Linked DNA regions of Mus musculus: region 1 is linked to region 2. Evidence: chromatin contacts called from public promoter capture Hi-C data. All regions are on one chromosome and are shown on one strand. Each heading gives the region's core, a stretch centred on a gene start, on an enhancer-like site or on the middle of the called end of the contact. The rest is flanking DNA. Distances are from core to core; before and after follow the strand shown.

Evidence for each region. Promoter capture Hi-C pulls out the DNA fragments that hold promoters and counts their contacts.
Region 1: a promoter capture Hi-C map of the C10 cell line shows a contact between it and region 2, with 2.5 times the contacts expected there. The contact joins the enhancer-like site here to the promoter of Grm4 in region 2. A contact is called at or near these places in 1 of 39 promoter capture datasets (the C10 cell line), 1 of 15 datasets of contacts at CTCF or cohesin (large pre-B cells), 5 of 484 Hi-C or Micro-C datasets (embryonic stem cells, granulosa cells, nephron progenitors and 1 more), 1 of 115 datasets of contacts at active chromatin or transcription factors (embryonic basal ganglia) and 1 of 9 other capture datasets (adipose tissue).

Annotation. Positions count from the first base shown.
Region 1 is chr17:27,757,809-27,762,319 of GRCm38.p6, reverse strand. The region is part of intron 4 of Ilrun (inflammation and lipid regulator with UBA-like and NBR1-like domains); the gene reads left to right. Among named protein-coding and RNA genes, the nearest start is that of Spdef, 31 kb to the right of the region's middle. Within about 2 kb of position 1,934, at least 36 of the 459 cell types and tissues checked have an H3K27ac peak or open chromatin away from gene starts, as enhancers often do.
Region 2 is chr17:27,510,949-27,515,155 of GRCm38.p6, reverse strand. Grm4 (glutamate receptor, metabotropic 4) reads left to right here and starts at 1,759. Exons shown (of 11, transcript NM_001291045.2): 1 at 1,759-2,364.

The sequences.
Region 1 (4,511 bases), core at 685-3,184, 250 kb before region 2:
TAGTAATAAGGAGCAGTCAGGGGAGGGCCAGTTGAAGTAGGCCCAGCGTGTGACAGTTTACCAGAGACAGTTAGTGTCACTAGCTGGCTAATGATTTCATGAAAGGGCCCCTCTGCAGCTCTCCTGGGTAGTCTTAGTAACCAAGTAGTTCTAGGGATTTATGACTGCCCTGTTCAGGCTCCTCAGCATTTTAGAGGAGGAGCCAGGCAGGTGCTACTCCTGCCCCAGTAAACACCTTGGCCTGGTAAGCTTTCTCTCCGTCGTCAGGGAGGGAGGAGATTCCTGAAGAACGTCTCTGATCTCCTGGGTTCAGATTTTGTTGGCATTGAAATTGCTACTGTGACAAAAGCTTGTATAGTCCCTGAAGTCACAGAAGCAGCTGTCTTCCGTCCCCCAATTGTCCTGCAGAGGGTGCAGTCTCTGTAGTCACTGAAGCAGCTGTCCTCCATTCCCTGATTGTCCTGCAGAGGGTGCAGTCTCTGGCTCTACTTTTTCCTGAGCATGCTCTATAGAGTGGGGACAGTCTCAGCGGCCGGCCTGCTAATTTTGGCAGGCTCTGTTCTACAGAGGCTGTGTAGGATGCTAGGCTCAGAGACAGCCAGTTCAAGCCCCGAGGTAGAGATGTGCCTGGTGGGTTCAAGGAGTGAGAACAAGGTGGGGGTGCTGCAGGGGAGGCGAGGCTGAGTACAGTGTGAAGTCAGGGCAGAAATCAGGTGGCAAAGCTTTAGGGATGTCGTGAAGGACGCCATGGTCACTCTGCCCTGCATAGAACAGAGAGCAGTGGAAGCAGAGAGGCCTCCTCAGCAAGAGCGCACAACGGATGTGGGGTGTGAGGAGAAAAGACAGAGAGGTTAGAAGGGTGGGGTCAGGAGCCGTGCGTTCCATAGAGGGAAGAGCAGCCTCACACTAGATAGGAAGGTTAAGAGAGAAGGATAGGATAGGATCAGAGTTGTACGTCTGAGTGTTGCGTCACACGAATGGCGTCTAACCTTGTATCGCGGTTGTCATTCTCTAGATGATGGCTGACTCGAAGCTGTTGGTGTGTGTAAGAAAGTCCAGAGCCTAAGCTGTGCTCTCAAACACACCTAGAGCATCATTGCTGCAGTTTGCATAGACTCCAACTCAGGCAAAAACTCATACATAGAAATTACAAACCAGTCAGCCAAGCAAGCAAGCAAACCAAAAGGAAGGACGGAAAGAAAAAAGGATGTGCGGCGGCCAGGCATCGTGGTTGCAGATCTTTAGTCTCAGCAGAGGTAGATGGATCTCTGAACTGGAGGCCAGCCTCGTCTAGCCAACTCTGCAGAGTTAACCCTTTTCCCACCCCCACCCACAAAGAAAAACCTTTAAGAAGAAAGACAAAGGCTTGTTATGTAGCTCACACCTCCAATTCTGAGGAGGCAGAAGCAGGCAGACAGCCTGAGATATGCAGCACGTTCCAGGCCAGGGAGGCCACGCAGACAGACCCTGTCACCTACAAGAGAAACCCATCTAAAGCCACACAGGCCTAGAAGCTGAGGCAGGACAAGAGTTTGGGTGACAACCACTAGCAACCCAAAATCCAAGGGAGACAGCCAAGGCCCTGGGTTAGAGATGTCTGTGAGCCACCATGGGCGGGCTTGGAATCAAACTTCAGTCCTTCTCAGCACCCCCCATCCCATCCCTGCTCTAGGACTTCCATAGTTGCAGAGAATAATACAGTAGTCACCAGTGCCTGCCACCTTTCCACGGCACTTAATAGTAGGCCGTGGCCAGAACCCAGTTAGAGTCGGGTGTTTCTAGCACATTTTGATGAATGGTATTGGTTGTCCTGTGCACACGGTCTGTATGTACATTTGTGTCAGGTGTGGAGGGAGACTCCTCACTCACCTGTAGCAGTTGAGAACCCATGACCAAGGAGGAAGAAGCAAGAGGGAGGAGCATGAGCCCCGCCCACCCGGCAGCCTGGCACATTCTGTACAGAAAACGTTTGTCAGGCAGGGGACTCTGGGTTTGATGCAGTGCGATGACTGCATCTCCTGAAGGCCCAGAAGAACTAGGTGTTTGCATTGGCATGGACTGTATGTGCACTTCAAAATAATTTAAGCAAACAGTGTGGACCTAGAAAATGTCTTTTGTTAGGTAGCATTGCTGATTGACTGAAGCTGAGAAGTATGTCCAGGAACTCTCCTTTGTACCTCAGCAGTTTCAAAGCCATCAAGCTCCTCTGTGTTTGTTTTGGGGCTCTGGGCATTGTTTCAGATTGCTGACACTGGTCAGGCTTGTAGCACAAGACAGCTGTGTTCTCAGGATTGCCAGCTTGTCACACTGGTCATGTCACAACTATCTCTCCCTTTTCCTCTCCCCTCTGCATTGATTTCTGCTGGGGTTCTAAGGTAGGGTCTGTGGACAGCATTTCACCACTCAGTAGTACCCAGGCTTCTCTGGCGACTCCAACAGAGATGTTCAGCGTGTGAGAACCCATGCTTATCCCAGAGTGAAAGAATAGCTTCCCTCCCTGCAGAGCCCTGAGGGACTGGGGATTTTTGCTGGTAGTGGGTTCCTAAGGACCAGTCACAACTGTCTGCTCTGTACAGAGGCAGCTTCATGGTGTGTGGTCAGTCATGCGTCTCCTCTGCACAGCCTCTGCTGATCCCTGTCTTTAAAGTGTCACCAGTGTGCCTCACCATGACAGGGACATAAGCCAGACAAGAGAAATAGAATGTGGAAAAATTGGATTTTTCCAGCTTTTCTCTTTGCTTTCAAAAAAAAAATGTATTGTGCTACAATCAATTTTTAAAATGTTAATATAATTTTTAACTCTGTGTGTATGTGTGTGTGTGGGGAGTGCCCATCAGTGCCCTCACAGGGCCTCAGGGCCTCTGGAGTGTAAGTGTTAGTCAGAGGCAGCCGGGAGCTGAGTTCTGGCCCTGGGAAAGCATCCGGCATCCAAACTGCTGAGCCACCTCTCCAGTCCCTCTTCCTTTTGAGATTTTTTAAAAATTTTTAAATTTTAACATTGCTTTTGTGGGTGTGAATGTGGTTGTGCATGCCACAGCTCATGTGAAAGTTGGGGTGACTTGTCTACAGTGCGGGGCCCATTGAACAGTTTTCAGTCTCTGTTGTTGCAGGGAGCCCACATTAGCCCAATTCTTGTATTTCCGCCTCCTGAACACTGGGGTAGAAGCTGTTTGTGCTTCCGTCAGCTTCTTTGGATGGATGATGGGAGGGGTTTGAGACAGGGTCTTAACTGCATAGCTGTGGTTGGCCTGGCACAAGCAGAAGCCTTCCTGCTTACGCCTCTGCCTCCCGAGTGCTGGGATTGAAGGCATATGCCACCATGCCTGGCTGATTTCCTTCTTTTTTAGAGATCTCCTTGCCCTAGGAGAGGCCAGAGAGAACCCTGTCCACAGCATCTCATCTAGGTTCTAGCATACTGTTCTAGCGGAAGACTGCTTTGTATAGGCTACATAAGCCCTCTAGCAACTGAACCTACTCTCTGGCCCTCAGATACTTTCGAAGCTTCGGTTGGATTGGCTCCTCGAGGCAGGTTTCTTAGTTGGGTCAGGGAAAGGTTGAAGGCTGGCAACGCTTGCTGCGTATGGGTACCTGGGATGGGGAGGGGAGAGAAGTTAGGTGTGTGGATGCTGAGGAGGGTGGACAGAAGCGAGTGGCTGACAGGATGGATAGGCTGGGACAGTGCACAGACAGGAGTAGTTTAGACCATCTGGGGAACTGCCACAGAGATTGGAATAGAATGGTTTACAAGGCACTCAGAACCTTTAAGTAGTTTGACAGAATCGGAAGGCTATGACTCCCGTCTACCCTGATAGGTCCTCAGGCCTGAAATAGGTGCCCACACTCACCTCTGGCAGCACAGAAATAAATATGTCTTTGAACTTTAGAGTATTTTCCCAGGAAAGTGGCAACGCCTGGCACACCGTCACCCAGCAGGTGGGGGATGAGTTTGACTAGTTTGATTTTGCTGATTTGTCCATTTCCTGTTAGTGAGAGCCTTGGATCCCATCACGTTGGTCGGTCTCCAGCCCTAGATGGCCAGTCCCTCCAGCAGGGCTGCAGCACTTGATACGTGCAGTCCAGTGTCAAGACAGCACTTCCTGCAAAACCTTGTACTTATCTATGTTTGCATTGGGCAAGCAAAGCTAGGAAGAGGATGAGCAGGCCTGGGGGGGGGGGGGGAGCGGTTCCCTGCATGTAGCAAACCGTCCTCTTTATTAGCCTGTGTGAACCTTTTTATTTATTTAAACCAAGTCACAAAAGTGAAATAAAGACAGGTATACGAAAGTTTCCATGTTGTGGTTTGTCTAAGCAAGTTTTCAAATAGAGGGGAAAAGATTAACCCAAATGGTCTCTGGGAAATGTCCTTTTTGAAGAAATTTCAGCTTCTTTTTGGCACCTTCCCCCAAGATAATAGATAAGAACTCAGTCCCCAGCAGAGCAAGTCCCTTCCTTCATTTTTAGCACAGTATGGAAGGATTGGTGGAATGGTCCGTGCGCAGAAGCAGCTGGCT
Region 2 (4,207 bases), core at 510-3,009:
TAGGTCTTGGCTGGGGACTTACAGGCTCTCCGGCCCAGCCACAGGCTCAGCATCTGCCAGCAGCAGTTTCTTTTTTTAATCGCTGAAAAACACAGCCTTTAGAAACACAGCTGGTGGGAGGTGGGGGATAATTATGGCCAGAGTAGAGGCGATACTGAGGGGCAGGGGTAGGGAGTGTCTGATGTGGTCCTTTGGGTTCTCAATAAACCAGGGCCCGTGTAATTTTCAGCTCCATCTATCCAACCAACCAAAGGATGCTGGGATTATGTTCTGTACGGGAAGTGCGGCAGCTCCCACTTACAGGAGCCCAGAAAGGCAGCCCAATTCCATTATGCTGGCTTTGTAGGAGGACCCAGGGGCTGGATGAGGACCCAGGGACGTGGAGATGGCCCTGTCGCTGTGAGTGGTGTCAGTTACACACGACAAAGCATAGATGAACGAACAATCTGCACACTTCTCTCAGAAACCGCGGGCCGACTTGGTAAAGGAGACATGTATTTGGGTCATTCCATGTGACAACAACAAGAGTACACAGTTTGACAACAGTTATTCATACACCAAACACTCCTAAGCTCAATGGGGTCCAGGCCCGGGGCCAGGCACTGCATGAACGGTGGTGAACAGTCACCGCGCTGGCCTTCATGGTCTGGAGAGCTGGCGATGGAGGCCTGCATTGGTAGGGGATCAGGGAGAGAAGCAGACAGAGATAGCTCGGGCCTTGCTAGTCCTGGACTCTCCCAAGCATTCCTCTAGGTTCTTTGGAAATCAGGGGGTCTAGCAGTCAGGATGGCGGAGTGTCTCAGGCCTGGGCACAGTGAACACCAGGTGGCACTCTGCGCCCTGGCCCCCTCTCCAGCTGTTAGCAGCCACCCACTCCCCTGGCTCCCCAGCACGGTAGCACCCAGGATGAGGCTCGCCACTTCTTGGGGCTCCCGGGGAAGCCACTTCTGCAGTCTGGGCCTGTTTGCAGCTCTTCAAGGATTGCGTGGTCTGTCCCTGCCTTCCTCTAGGCCTGCCTCGAAGGCACCCTTCCGGGATCATCAAAGCCCACGCGAGGGGAAGGGGGCAGCGAGCTGCCAACCTCTTGAGCTGAGGAACTCTTCTTGGGGCTAGTTCAGGCCACCTGTTACACCGTGTTCAGTGGATCGGGTGTGTGTGTGTGTAAATTGCTCCCCTATTTTGGGGGCTCTGGGGTGTTAGTGCTTCAGGGTAAAAGCGCTCCTCTCCACAGATCGTGAGACCTGGGCAGGTGGATTGACGTCTCTGGGCCTCAGTTTCCTTCCTTGGCATGCTATGACAGAAATGTGCAAATGAGCATGCCGCAGGGGGGCACACGCCACGTGTGTGCGCGGCTATGAGAAGCGGCCCCGCGGGTGGGGGGTTCCAGTGACGCACCGAGTGGGTACGGCTCGCCCCTAAGGGTCCCTAGGCTCTGCTGTACTTTGCAGGGTGTGCGACGGGAAACTGGGTTCCCTGACCCTCGACTTGTGTGGGTGAGGAGGGATCTTCGCCGCGTCTTTGGGGTGCCCGGGTAGTGAGATGGCGCGCTCACGGGGCTGATTGGGGGGTGGGTAGGAGGAGTGTAAGAGGGGAGGCTTCCGGGAGCGGGCGACAACCGGGTGCGGAGGGAGCGGGAGCCGCCGGCGGGGAGGGCGTGGAGGGGTGGCGAGTCCCAGCTTCCGGAGGTGGAGGTGCGGGTGTGTGGGGGTGGACCCGGGCTCTCGCTCTTTAAAAGGCCGGCGGAAGCGTGGTGCGCTCGCCCCGCACTCGCGGCGCAAACTTGCGGGCTGGGCTCGCGCGTGCGGTGCGGCAGGGCGGTGGGCGCCGGGAGCCGTGCGGCCCCCTCGGCCCTCGGCCCGCGCTCCCGGCGCTCGCGCCCCTCCCGCGCCGCTCGGCTCCCTGTGCTAGGCTCGCACGCTCCCATTTTCTCCTCGCCGCCGCCGCCGCCGTCAGGTGCCCGCACCCCGGCCGGCTGCGCTCGCTCCCCAGCCCCGATCCTCGGCGCACGCAGCGCCCCGCACCGCCTCGCCCGCGCTCTCGGGCTCCGCGGCGGCGGCGGCGGCGGCAGCGGCAGCAGCAGCAGCACGGGCACCGTGGCGGCCGCTCCCAGCTCCAGCTTCCCGGGAGCAGCAGCCGAGCGCCACCGCTCGTTGCTCCGAGGCTCCGGCCAAAGCGGCCGCCAGCTCCTCCCCGCCGCGCCCGGGACCGCCGGCGGCTCGGCGCCCGGTTTGGTCCGCAGCGTCAGCGCCACCCGCCGCGGCCCGGGCTCCCGGCACCGCGAGCAGCTAAGAGCTGGCCGCCGCCTCCCTGCACTTCCCGGGCGCAGCCGACCCCTAGCCGTGGCGTTCACCTCGCCGATGCGCGGTGAGTTGTGGCCCGAGGGGCACGGGCGGAGGGGACGATGCCCTCCGGCCTCCGGGAGCGCGGGCTGCGGCGGGGACCCCGGCGTTTGAGGAGGTGGCCTCTGCGAGCTCTCCCTAGTTCCAGGAGGAGGGCGCAGGACCCAGGGACAGGGGCTTCCCTCCGGGCTGGGGCCGCCCCTCCGCTGCCCCCTCAGGGATGGGGCAGTGTTGTCTGCGGGTCTGGGGGAAAGTGGGATGGGGGCTGTGACGGGGCTGCACTGATGACAGGTGGAGTTGGTCCCGATGGGGACGGTGACAGCCGCGCGTCCCCTCTGCGGAGAGGCTAGGCTGTGGGGGCGCGGGGCGCGGTGTGCGCCTTTGCGCCGTGGTCCTCGGCCAGAGGGCAGCGCCAGCCCCGTGTTGAGGCTCCCTGCTCTGAGAACCGCATCCAGCCCCGGCACCACCTTCGCCACTGGCTGGAGCCGAAGCGCCTCCCGCCTGCAGCCGCCGCCGTGGTTTGCGGTGGCGCTGCAGGTCTGGGGTCTCTCCGCAGCCCCGGGACCTGAGGTCAGGCTTTCTCTGGACACTTGGGACCGAACCCTCTCTGAAACCCTGGTGAACCGAGCGTCTCTAAGGGCTCTGTGTGAGCGCGCGTGTGGCGGGGGAGGTCCCTGCTCCAGGGTCGCTTCCCCGAGCCCGCGGGCAACCGTGTCCCCTCCCCGCGCGGGGGCGGGGCCGAGGTGGAGGCCTGACTGTGCGCTGCGCCCCCGCACCCCGCACCCGGCGCTGCGTGGTTGTTTGTGCTGAGCTGGGGCAGCGGCACAGCGGCGGGGAGTCCTGAGCCCAAAGGACGAGCGCCCTCTGCCCCTAGGTCCTGAGCGACACACTCGTTGTCAGACAATCCTTTCTGCAGGGGGTACCTGGTTTCTTCTCCTTGATCGTCTCACAATCGGCTGCCCCTGGCTAGAGAGAAAGCTGGCTTTTGGGGACACCCTCTGAACTGGCTTTCAGGGCTAGGGTGCCGCAAGCCATAGTGGCAGTGTGATGCCACCCTTGCTGTGAGTCTGGCGGGAGGTGTGTGTGTGCCACCCCCACCCCTCCACCTTCCACCCCCTCTACTCTGGATTCTGGATGGGACTTAGGGCAGGCAGAAAGGCCAGTACTCTGAGGGTGACCCTGCTAAGCACCTAGTGTTGCTAGAGGGTCTCTCCACCTCAGCCTAACACCTAAGCAGCCCTGGGTAGCTGTCTTCCTGGGTAGCCACTTGACAGCTCCCTACCTCTCAGGTGGCTTGGTCTTGGCCCTCTTTCCCCTGGGCTCAGTCTCCTGTGCATGGGAGGAGGTGACAGGCCTTTGGTGAAGAGCTGAGAACTTGGGAACTTTCCTGAGCTGCTCCCAGTAGAAGCTCAGAGCCTCCCATGGAGGTTGTGGGAGACCATCGCAGAGAACCCTTGCAGGCCCTGGGCAGGCAGTAGTGTGCTGTGGGTGTTGGTTCTGAGTAGATTGCTTCCTGGAAGAACCCCCCAGCCTTGGTCAGCTTCTTGTCTTGGGTGGGATCTTTGGGACCTGTGCGCTGAGTCTCTGCTCAGCCCTGCGTTGCACGCCCGCCCTCCTGGGGCGGGGGATACCGTTCTCATCTGCCTTCTACCATCCCCAGAAATGATCCTTTGCCCTGGAAGCTGGCAGTGTTTAGCCTACAGGAACATTTCATGAATAGTGGTGGGTTTTCCTGGCATGTTCAGAGAGGGCTCACCCAGATCAGGCCCTGAATAGGCCAGGAGCTGAATAGCCTGCCTGGCCTCTACTCTGGTCTTCCCCTCCTCCTGTGACCTGTGTCAGTGGCTTCTGCATGCTTCTGTTGGAAG